Linked DNA regions of Triticum aestivum: region 2 is linked to region 1. The links are chromatin contacts, called in public Hi-C maps. All regions are on one chromosome and are shown on one strand. Each heading gives the region's core, a stretch centred on a gene start, on an enhancer-like site or on the middle of the called end of the contact. The rest is flanking DNA. Distances are from core to core; before and after follow the strand shown. Region 1 holds the start of LOC123190260 (mannosyl-oligosaccharide 1,2-alpha-mannosidase MNS1). Region 2 holds the start of LOC123190261 (60S ribosomal protein L7-2).

Region 1 (4,712 bases), core at 1,598-4,097:
GTTTTTACATTAGGAAGTTCAAGGTAACATAGCCTAATTAGTTAAATGCATATCTTTATCTCCAGTGGACCAGATAGAAACTGTCTTAAAAGATTGGTAGCTTTAGATATCCTTGTTGGGTGGCCAGCTATACAAGCAGTGTTGTTATCTCTTGGCACCTCCTTATGGTGTGCCTTCCATCAACAGGCCGACAAGCCACTCGATACCAAGGTCATCCAATTCGAGTATATAATGAGCTTCATTTTCAAATTAGGGAATTCATATCTATACATCATGTAATAATAAAAGGAGATGACGGCACAGCTTCGTGTACAGAACTGAACTTTCATAAAAGCAAACTAAAATCAAATGCTAATTTTGGTAATAGATGAAACGAAAGAACCAGCTGCAGCATTTTGAAATCTCTGCATGGTTCAATACAAGTGGAACTCACTCTCTGGCCTTCTGAAACTCATCTCTTAGGCCCATTATATACAGTGTATCTAGCGAGTCCACAAGAGTTGCCCCGAGACCACCAAAGCTATTAACACCATTCTTTGATTGCGGCTGAAAAGGTGAAGAACGAAAACATTGTGGAGTTTTTCAAGACAAATTGAAAATGAAAACAAATTATAGAGCAGAATTACTAAAATACCTGAAGCTCATCCATTCCCCATGCATACTTTACATAGGAATTCCAGGCATGGAGCATAGCATCCTTAACCTTTTCCCTCCTTTCATTATTAATAGGATCAATCTCTACAAGATCTTTTCTGGGAATTTCAGTTGCTGGATTTTCCTCCAGTTGAACACCAGCCTTCCTTAACTACATAGACAGAAAATGCGCTAAATTTTCAAAGGAAAAAGAATAATGTTGATTAAAAGGAAGAAAGAAAGTAAACCAGCATGGAAGTTACAAATATTGCAATAGTACATACCTGACCATGCAACTGATTTATTTCATTTTGTAATTGGGAAATCTCAGACTGCAACACAGGAAAACAGAAATTAGATTAATACAGTAAATAAGGTTGAAAAACAAGCAATGAATAATGAAATATAAAATGACAGTCGATGCCTTTCTTCAAAAAAAAAAAAAAGAAGCTGAACTGCATGTCTACGGAGTACAGATGGTACCAATTAAATGAAGCGGCAAGAACACATTTATCAAGTGCATCCCAAAACCTCATCCTTATTCATTCACATTTAGCAGCCATAGTTATCATGCCAACAAGCACAATTCAACTTGGCCACATGCTGCTTTTGGATAGCGCTAATTATAGTGATGCTCAGGTTCTTAAGCTTTACATTTGACAAGGAACTCAAGTGATATAGGAATGTAAGAGGTATATGCATATTTAAGAAAGATTTATATTAGTCGAATTAAATCAAATAATATGTCACAACAGCCATACACACGCAACGCCCAACTATACCTACTGATCACAGTAACAGTGGCAATGAACTACAATAATCTAATGCCACACTATACCTTGCCATCCGTGATGACGTCAAATACATGAGCCGTTACGAAAATTTCTTGACTGAATACTATACCTTCATTCACTCTCACACAAGAAGGGCACTACAATAGAGAAAAGACCAAATAAATAGCATTTCTAACTAGCAGATGGGATATCAACCTTACATCCAATTCAGATTTCACTCATCCGATTACTGAGAACTGGATCAACTTAACTAGCATATCTAACAAACGGTAGTATAAATAGTACAGCTCACGTGTCGCATACTCGCATCCACCAAATTATTTAATTACTCATAACAAGTCCCAATGAACATTTGTATCTTGCCAAGCTTAAACCAATATGAGTCTCTATATGACTATACTAACATAATAGGGCAATCAGAGTTACAGTCACTCCTCAGAATACAACAGCTATTCAATGAACAGTTTCACTACAAACCACAATCATAAAGTTGCATGTGCCATGTATAATAATGTTCCAACTAGTATTATGTTCTCCAAATCTACACCATGTAGTAATTGAGAAACATGGCAAGGTCTGGATTATTTCCCCGGATTAACTAAAACAGTTAAGGTCTCCCCGCCTGAGAAAATTCTAAGCTGCTAAAGTACCTCACTGTACCCATATTCATCCCACTAATTCTAGGATTGTAAAGACATACAATTCTTCGCCAAATTTACAGTCAAAGCTGGAAAGAAATCTAAACTAATACCAATAATCGTTACACACGTATAGTTGAGCTATAGCCTAGTGGCCCCTCATAAGATCCACTCGCTCAAAAGATCAAATCTCAGACAAAAGCGTCAAGATTCAACCGGACTGCCAGATCCTCGGCACAATCTCTCCCAAATGAACCCCAGATAGGCAGACAAGCCTAAACCCATTTATCCCGACGGCTCAAACCACAAGTCATCGCTAAACCCAGATCCAGCGCCCAACCAGCGCCGCGACGAATTCGAAGCTACTTGGCCGCAAGAACCAAATTCAATCAGATCCCCGCGGTTCCGACCCGGATCAGGGGAGAATTCTCCAGGGGCGAGACGGGGGGAGCGCACCTCGTACTCGCTGACGAGCGATTGGCGGTCCCAGAAGGCGAAGGTGGCGGCGACGAAGACGAAGAAGAGGAGCGCGAGGCGCTTGGGCCGCTTGAGGTAGTAGGCGGGGTTGAGGTACCGCCACGCCCCGGACGAGGAGGAGGACGACGACCGGCGAGCCATGGCGGAGGCCGCCTAGGGCGCTCCGGCGAGGAGGTCGTGGGGACCGAAGCTCGTCGCCGTCTCCCTCCGGTGACGTCGCCGGGGCCGCGCGCGTGTGCGTGCGGGTCGGTCGTGCTGTCCCCGCGTGGATGTGTGTGTTTCAGTGTTTACTCTGTCCGTCAGTGTTTGACAGTTTGAGGGTCTCGGCGGTCATCGCTCAATGTGGGCCCTACTCTACTTCCGGTAAATAACCACTTCAATCGAGAAAAATCGAGAAACAAAAAAGACAAAGCCCCCGAGCGCTCACAGCGATTTCGCACATCCGGCCGTTCATCTCGATTTTTGATGCGTTTTGGACCGTTCGATCTAACCTCCAGACAATCTGGACCGCCGGATCAAAACTGGATGCTTTAGCAATGAATAGTTCCTCTCGTTCGTGCCACTGCCTGTAAATTCAGTGCCCCGCCAAAGGTATTTCCGTCATTTCACATGGTTGGAAAAATATCCAATAACGACATGGGTGTGACCTAGCACTCCCGCACTCGCGCTCGCACTCTTCCTGTCGCGCCGCCGCCTCCGCTTGCCCTCACGCCCTTGTCTCGCCGCCTCCGCTCGCCCTTGCGTCGGCGCGTCTTCTCCTTGCGTGTGCGTGCTCGTCCCCTTTGCTCCTGCTTCCCCACCATTGCCCCGGCGCCTTCACCGGCTGTCGCGGATCCAGTACGAGGCAGGGAAGGACGTCGTCGCCCTGTCGCTTATGGCGGCACCCGGGTCGGGCTTGGGTTGTGCAGAAGGTCAGCACCTGCGGGCAAAAGCAGTGGGGTCTCCATGGAGGAAGGCTCGTTGTCCTGAGAAGTAGGAGTAAGGAGGTCGTGCTGCGGCGAATGGGGGCGAGGTCGGCCATGGAGGGAGGCTCGCCGACCGGAGCACCAGGAGCAACGAGGTTGAGGTGGTTCAGGTTTGCCTCTATCTTCTCCCCCTCTCCCTCTGTCCCCTCTCTTATTACCCCCTTTGTCTCGTCGATGAGGGCATCGGTGCACTGGGAGGAGTGGATCACTTCGCCCTCGGCTTTGTTGTCCCAAATGCTCATTCGCTACTCCCACTCCCAACGCCTCTCCCTTCCCTTGCTGTGGTTTTTTGTCTCATTGGTTTCTTTGATGGCTTTGATGCAGAGCTCAGATTCGAGGACGAGGCCATACTCATGCAGTCGATTAAGGTGACGTTTTCCATGGATTCTATATGTTTACTAGGATCTTTGAGTGACGGTGCTTAAAGGAGGTTTTAGAAACAAAATCACGTTTGGACTAAATACCTGGGCACATATTCCCGAGTCTATTTAGTTGTCTCAGTAAGTCATTTGGTAAATTGTTCCTTTGTATTCATTATAGTTTGTCTGCAAGTGATGATGAGTAGAAGGCTCTGAACTTTGTTGGAAGTCAGCATACATCTATATATTTACATGAAAAAATGTGATATTTTGTTTGGGCATTGTCCTGATTTAGTCATCAGAAGTAGTGGGCAGCAAGAACTGAACATGCTGGTGCATGGTGGAGTCGTGCTAATGCATGGCGGAGTCGTGCTAATTCAGTAGTGGGCAGCAAGAACTGAATATATAGTGTTAGCATGCATCATATTACTTAACAACTGCTTCTAGGGGCACATAGTTCCAAAGAAATAAACGCAGATTACTGAGGAAACTTGTCCGTAGTAAGACTAAAAGTGCTGAATCGCAAACTCACCCGCAACCACTTTTGAATTCTTGCGATAATGTCTATTTTTGCTTTTCTATTTGTTTTTTAGGTTCAGATTACGAATTCTTGCATGATGTACAAGTTCCAACCAAATAGTGCACCCTCAAAATTGTGTTTTGTTATGCACGATGCGAGATTTAGCAGCACCACACCTAGATTTTGAATGGCTCATAGCAAACTGTATATGGCTAACCTATTATATGGCATTCTTAATTTTGATCTATGTGCATTACTTCTAGATAAACTTCTATTGTGGCACCATCACATGGATCCAACCACACTAAAATATGATGATGGTCTTG
Region 2 (4,712 bases), core at 1,425-3,924, 540 kb before region 1:
TTCCTATTTGGCGCTGCAGGCGCCCGTTACAGTGCAATTTGCAAACGGGCGCCCGCAGCTGGATTAGCTGGGCTCGGCCCGTTTTGCTTTCTTCTTCTTCTTCTTCTTCTTCTTCTTCTTCTTCTTCTTCTTCTTCTTCTTCTTCTGTTTTTAAAGAAAGGGATCGAACCAAGAACCACATCGCAACCAGTGCTAGGCTCTAGCCATCAGGCCGTGACCGCTTCTATGAATATTTACTTCAGTCACTTTATTTATTGTCGGCGCCAGTTCGGTTTTTTCTTTTTTCTACATCCTTTTTCAAATTCCGTAATATTTTTTCAAAATCAATGAATTCCTTTTCAATTTCGATGAACTTTTTTTAGATCCGATGAGCTTTTTGTTTTTTTCAGATTCGGTGAACTTTTTTTGAAATTATGAACTATTTTTGAAATCAATGAACTTTTTTCAAATTCGATGAACTGTTTTTTGAAATCCGATGAACTTTTTTTAAATCTGATGAACTTTTTTCAAACTTGATGAACTTTTTTCAAATCCAATCAACTTTTTTCAGATTCGGTGAACTTTTTTCGAAATTGATGAACTATTTCCGAAATCAATGAACCTTTTTTCAAATCCAATGAACTTTTTTCAAATTGTATGAATTTTTTAATATTGCACAAACTTTTTTCATATTTGATGATTTTTTTAAATTGCATGAACTTTTTATAAAAAAATGAATTGTTCTTCAAAATTCGTGAACATTTTTTATTTCACAAACGTTTTCATATTATGAAAGTTATTCTTTCGTTTTTCATAATAGTATATGTTACTCGCAAAAGGAAAAGGGTCAATATATTAACTAAAGTAAGTTCAAATAACGCTACTTCCAAATGTTAGACAACTAAATGAGGTCGACCTAGTGGTTACCGACTATGGTTTCCATGGTCGTGTTCGCGGTTCGAAACCTGCTAGTCACAAATATAAACAATTTGTCTTTTTGTTTTCTTATCTTTTGCATTTCGCTGTGCTTCAGTGCAAGTTAATGGGCCGGCTCACTACAGGTCCCTGCGAGCGCCAACTAGCTTAAGGGGCGCTGAGGGCGCCAAACAGGAGCTCCCCTCTTCAACCTCCCATTGGTCGAAGAGTGTCCCAACCGGGCCGAAAAGGACTCTTTGGTCTGCCGTAGGCCGAAGAGCACTTTTTGGTCATGATCCTTGGGCCCCAACTTTTCGCGTTAACGGGAGGCCGAAACTACATGGTTGCGCTCTTCCTATGGTAGGCCTTGGGCCCCAAAGGGTATTCTTCGGCCTACGGTTGACAAAAAGTCTTTTTCGACCCAGTTGGGGTACTCTTTAGCCAATGAGAGGCTGAAGAGCCCACTTCGGTCAACCGCAGACCGAAGAGTCTCTCTTCGGCCAACTGGAGACCGACAGGACGCTAGTTTTGATTTTCTTGCGTGAGGACGTATAGATTCTGAATTTGCTATAAAAACCATCACAGTTTTGAAAAAAAAATCTACCTTACAAACTGAAAAGTTTAATTGCAGTGATGCACCCTGCAAACATGACTAACTAGTGGAGCATTTGTTTTTTTTTCCTTTAGAAAATTGAAGTTGTGCAAGATTGAGATATACATGTATTCTGTATACTGCGTTGTATGTATTGTACACGAGGTAGTCCACCTCTCCTAGAATATAGGATCTGTAGCGTGTGCGTGGGTATTCCCTCGTCTGTTCTGCTCCCTATATGTAGGGTCAGTTCTTTTAGGCAATTCTATCAGAATCACCCCTCTCCTCAGCTTCTCCTAGAATCACTCCATATATTTTTTTTACAATCCTAGCTAATTAGACCTTAACTAGATAGGATTGTAAAAAAAAATAAAGTGATGATTCTGGGAGAAGCTGGGGAGGGGGGTGATTCTGGGAGAATCGCCGAAAAGAACTGGCCCGTAATCCTCCTGGACAACTGAGTACAGATGAGGTTTACTGCGTACCTATGTGCAGCAATACAGTATGCACCTAATTTTAGATGAAAAATCTACAGGTAAAATTTGTTTTCCATATACTGACATCTCCGCTTCAAGCAGAGCAAACCCGCTTGGAGCTAGTGGTACCCACAGGATTTTTTTTTTTTTGCTAATGTTTTCTGCCTACCAACTTTTGTGGCATGTCCAACATATGAAGAAACTAACTTCACTATCGAGGATCAAATATTAACAAGTGTTTTCAGCAAAACTCGAAGAATACAGTGACACCCAGTGAACATACGTTTTATGAGGGATAGTGAATTCAAATTTATCAACTGGCCAAACTTATGTATGTATTTAACTTTTAAATCCATCTTGGTCCAAATATGAACCTCACTGTAACTATACAGGTCTAAACAAACACATTCTTAAAATCTGTCTCATTTCATCTATATATGGGAATATTTTTCATGCTCCAGATCACATCTATTTCCCAAATGAATTATAAAATGTTAATTAAACTCGGAATATCAATTTCTTCCCGTACCAAAAATGTTTCTCGCACGTCACCACCAAGATCTGACCCCACCACCAAGTGCAAAAAGTGGAGTATTAGTCGTGCAAAGCTCAGAAATCACCCAAAACGAATTAAACGTTCACCTGATTGATTTGTGATAGACGATTGATGCCCTCGATGGTGCACGCAGGAAGAATTGCAGGAGGTCCTTGATGGCCCAGTCATACGACGACAAGAACGTTAATGATGACACCTTCTGCATCGCGATAGGAATGACGTTCGACGACTGGACTTGGAGGGCGTCGGTGGTGGGTGGTTGTCGGAGTGGGTGCTGCGGACGGAGCTGAAGCCAACGCAGATGTTGTTGGCGATGTGGCGGCGGAGGTTGTCGAAGAGTATGCCCTAGACTTGGATGGAGTTGCCGCAGCCGCGACAGAAGAGCGCCCTGGCCTCCGGGCAGAAAATGAAGGCAGCAAAGACACGCGTGTGCCCGGAGGAAGCCGCAACTCCTCCTTGCGCGTCCCCCACCGTGGTTCACGTGCGTGGTGGTGGCAGACGACTCGCGAGTCCCCATAGGAGATGATAATTAGTTTCCTAAATAGATGCACTCGTGGTCTGTTTTCTAATAGAATGTGCATGTGATTAGTTTCCTAATTGACCAGGGGTGGAGTTTCATATTTCCCTTAACGGTGGGGTACGGTCAGTTAATGTAAATTGCTAAGTGCAAAGATAGAACGAATTAGGCTAAGTCCAGATGTTAGATTGAGTTTAGTGTGCATACTCATGCGATAGCAATTCATCTCTGGCTAGAGAAAACAATGTTTTATAAGTATAGAGATAAATGCTTCAACCACTAGGTATGTTGATCCAGGACACTGAATCTTAGGGGCATGTGCATGAAAATTCTCCGGCTGTCATCAACAATGTCAAGTCAACTCCGGTAGGGTAGTGGCGACAACGACGCGTTGACGGCTTGTTTTGGTGTCTGTAGTAATTTTTATTATATTTAAGATGCTTTGTACTTGTGATAAACTTTTATATTACTTTAGCGAATTATGGAAACCTTTCAAAGCAACTCGCTTTAATGGTTACTATTTTACAAAATGCATCGTAGAACATCCCCATGTGCATTCAAATGAACTTTCGTTTGTGCCTGCAAAAATCATCAATTTGTTTTGCTCTTCTTTTTTGAGAATATTTGATTCTTTTTTGTACATATTGCGTTCATTTTTTTAGGGGTTGCATTCAAATGGTTCAAATCCAAGTACTCCCTCGAACTACCAAAACAACTTATATTTAGGATCGTAGGAAGTATACTATATTGCAAAAACATTGGTTACACCGACGTCGGAAGTCGTCTCAGCGGCGAAGTCGAAATCTGCCTTCATAGGCTAACAAAAGTTACTCCCTGTGTAAGTAGTTATCTAAACACTTATATATATTTTTTTATGAAGGGAGTGCAGGTTTAGTTTTTTCTGGGTTTCCTCCCCAGTCGCTCAAAGTACTGGAAAACCCATTCGCTCGCTCTTCATCATCATCAAGTGGAAAAAAGAACAATTTTTTTTTGAGAAATAAGAACAAAATATTTGGTAACAACTGCAAACGAAACAGGGGCCCAAAGCCCACAAAAGCCCGTATGCCATTACCCGGGCCCTGCATACCCCATCTCCATCCACGTGCACATCAAGCCACTCGCGACCGTCGGATCCGCCTCCCGAACCCTAGCAAGCCAAACCCCTGCTACTTAATCCGCGCACTCAACCCCGTCACCGCCGCCGCCTCTCCCCATACCCTCGCCGTCTCCTCTCCCACGAAGCGCAGCTCGTCGAGGTAAGCACCGGTTGCCCGAACCCGCCGCCGTCCCCTCCCCTTCTCGATCTAAGCCTGAAGGATCCGTTGTTGACTGCGTCCGCGCAGATGGCCTCCGAGGCGGCGAAGGTGCCGGTGCCGGAGTCGGTGAACTTCAAGAGGAAGAGGGGAGAGGTCTGGGCCGCCGCGAAGAAGCAGAAGGTCGCCGACGAGAAGAAGAAGGACGCGGAGAACACCAAGGTCATCTACGCCCGCGCCAAGCAGTACGCCGGGGAGTATGAGGCTCAGGTCAGATCGCCGCCCATCTCTCGCTCGATCCAATGTCCCTTGCTCGCTCGTGGATGTGGATTGTATTCGTGTGTTGCAAACGTGCGGTGTGCGGTTGTACCGCTGATTAGGTTTTGGGGCCGTGCCAAGTCGAATTTGGACTGTATCAACTACG

What was found. A called contact is a pair of places that touch in the nucleus more often than the background predicts.
Region 2: a contact with region 1 is called in a Hi-C map of leaf, with 6 times the contacts expected there. The contact joins the promoter of LOC123190261 here to the promoter of LOC123190260 in region 1. A contact is called at or near these places in 3 of 5 Hi-C or Micro-C datasets (all in leaf).

The regions. Positions count from the first base shown.
Region 1 is chr2A:688,779,093-688,783,804 of IWGSC CS RefSeq v2.1, reverse strand. It overlaps LOC123190260 (mannosyl-oligosaccharide 1,2-alpha-mannosidase MNS1), which reads right to left and starts at 2,847. Exons shown (of 14, transcript XM_044602871.1): 1 at 2,522-2,847; 2 at 918-965; 3 at 635-805; 4 at 434-546. The coding sequence starts at 2,683.
Region 2 is chr2A:689,314,932-689,319,643 of IWGSC CS RefSeq v2.1, reverse strand. LOC123190261 (60S ribosomal protein L7-2) reads left to right here and starts at 2,674. Exons shown (of 9, transcript XM_044602872.1): 1 at 2,674-2,769; 2 at 3,124-3,160; 3 at 3,698-3,873; 4 at 4,379-4,558. The coding sequence starts at 2,674.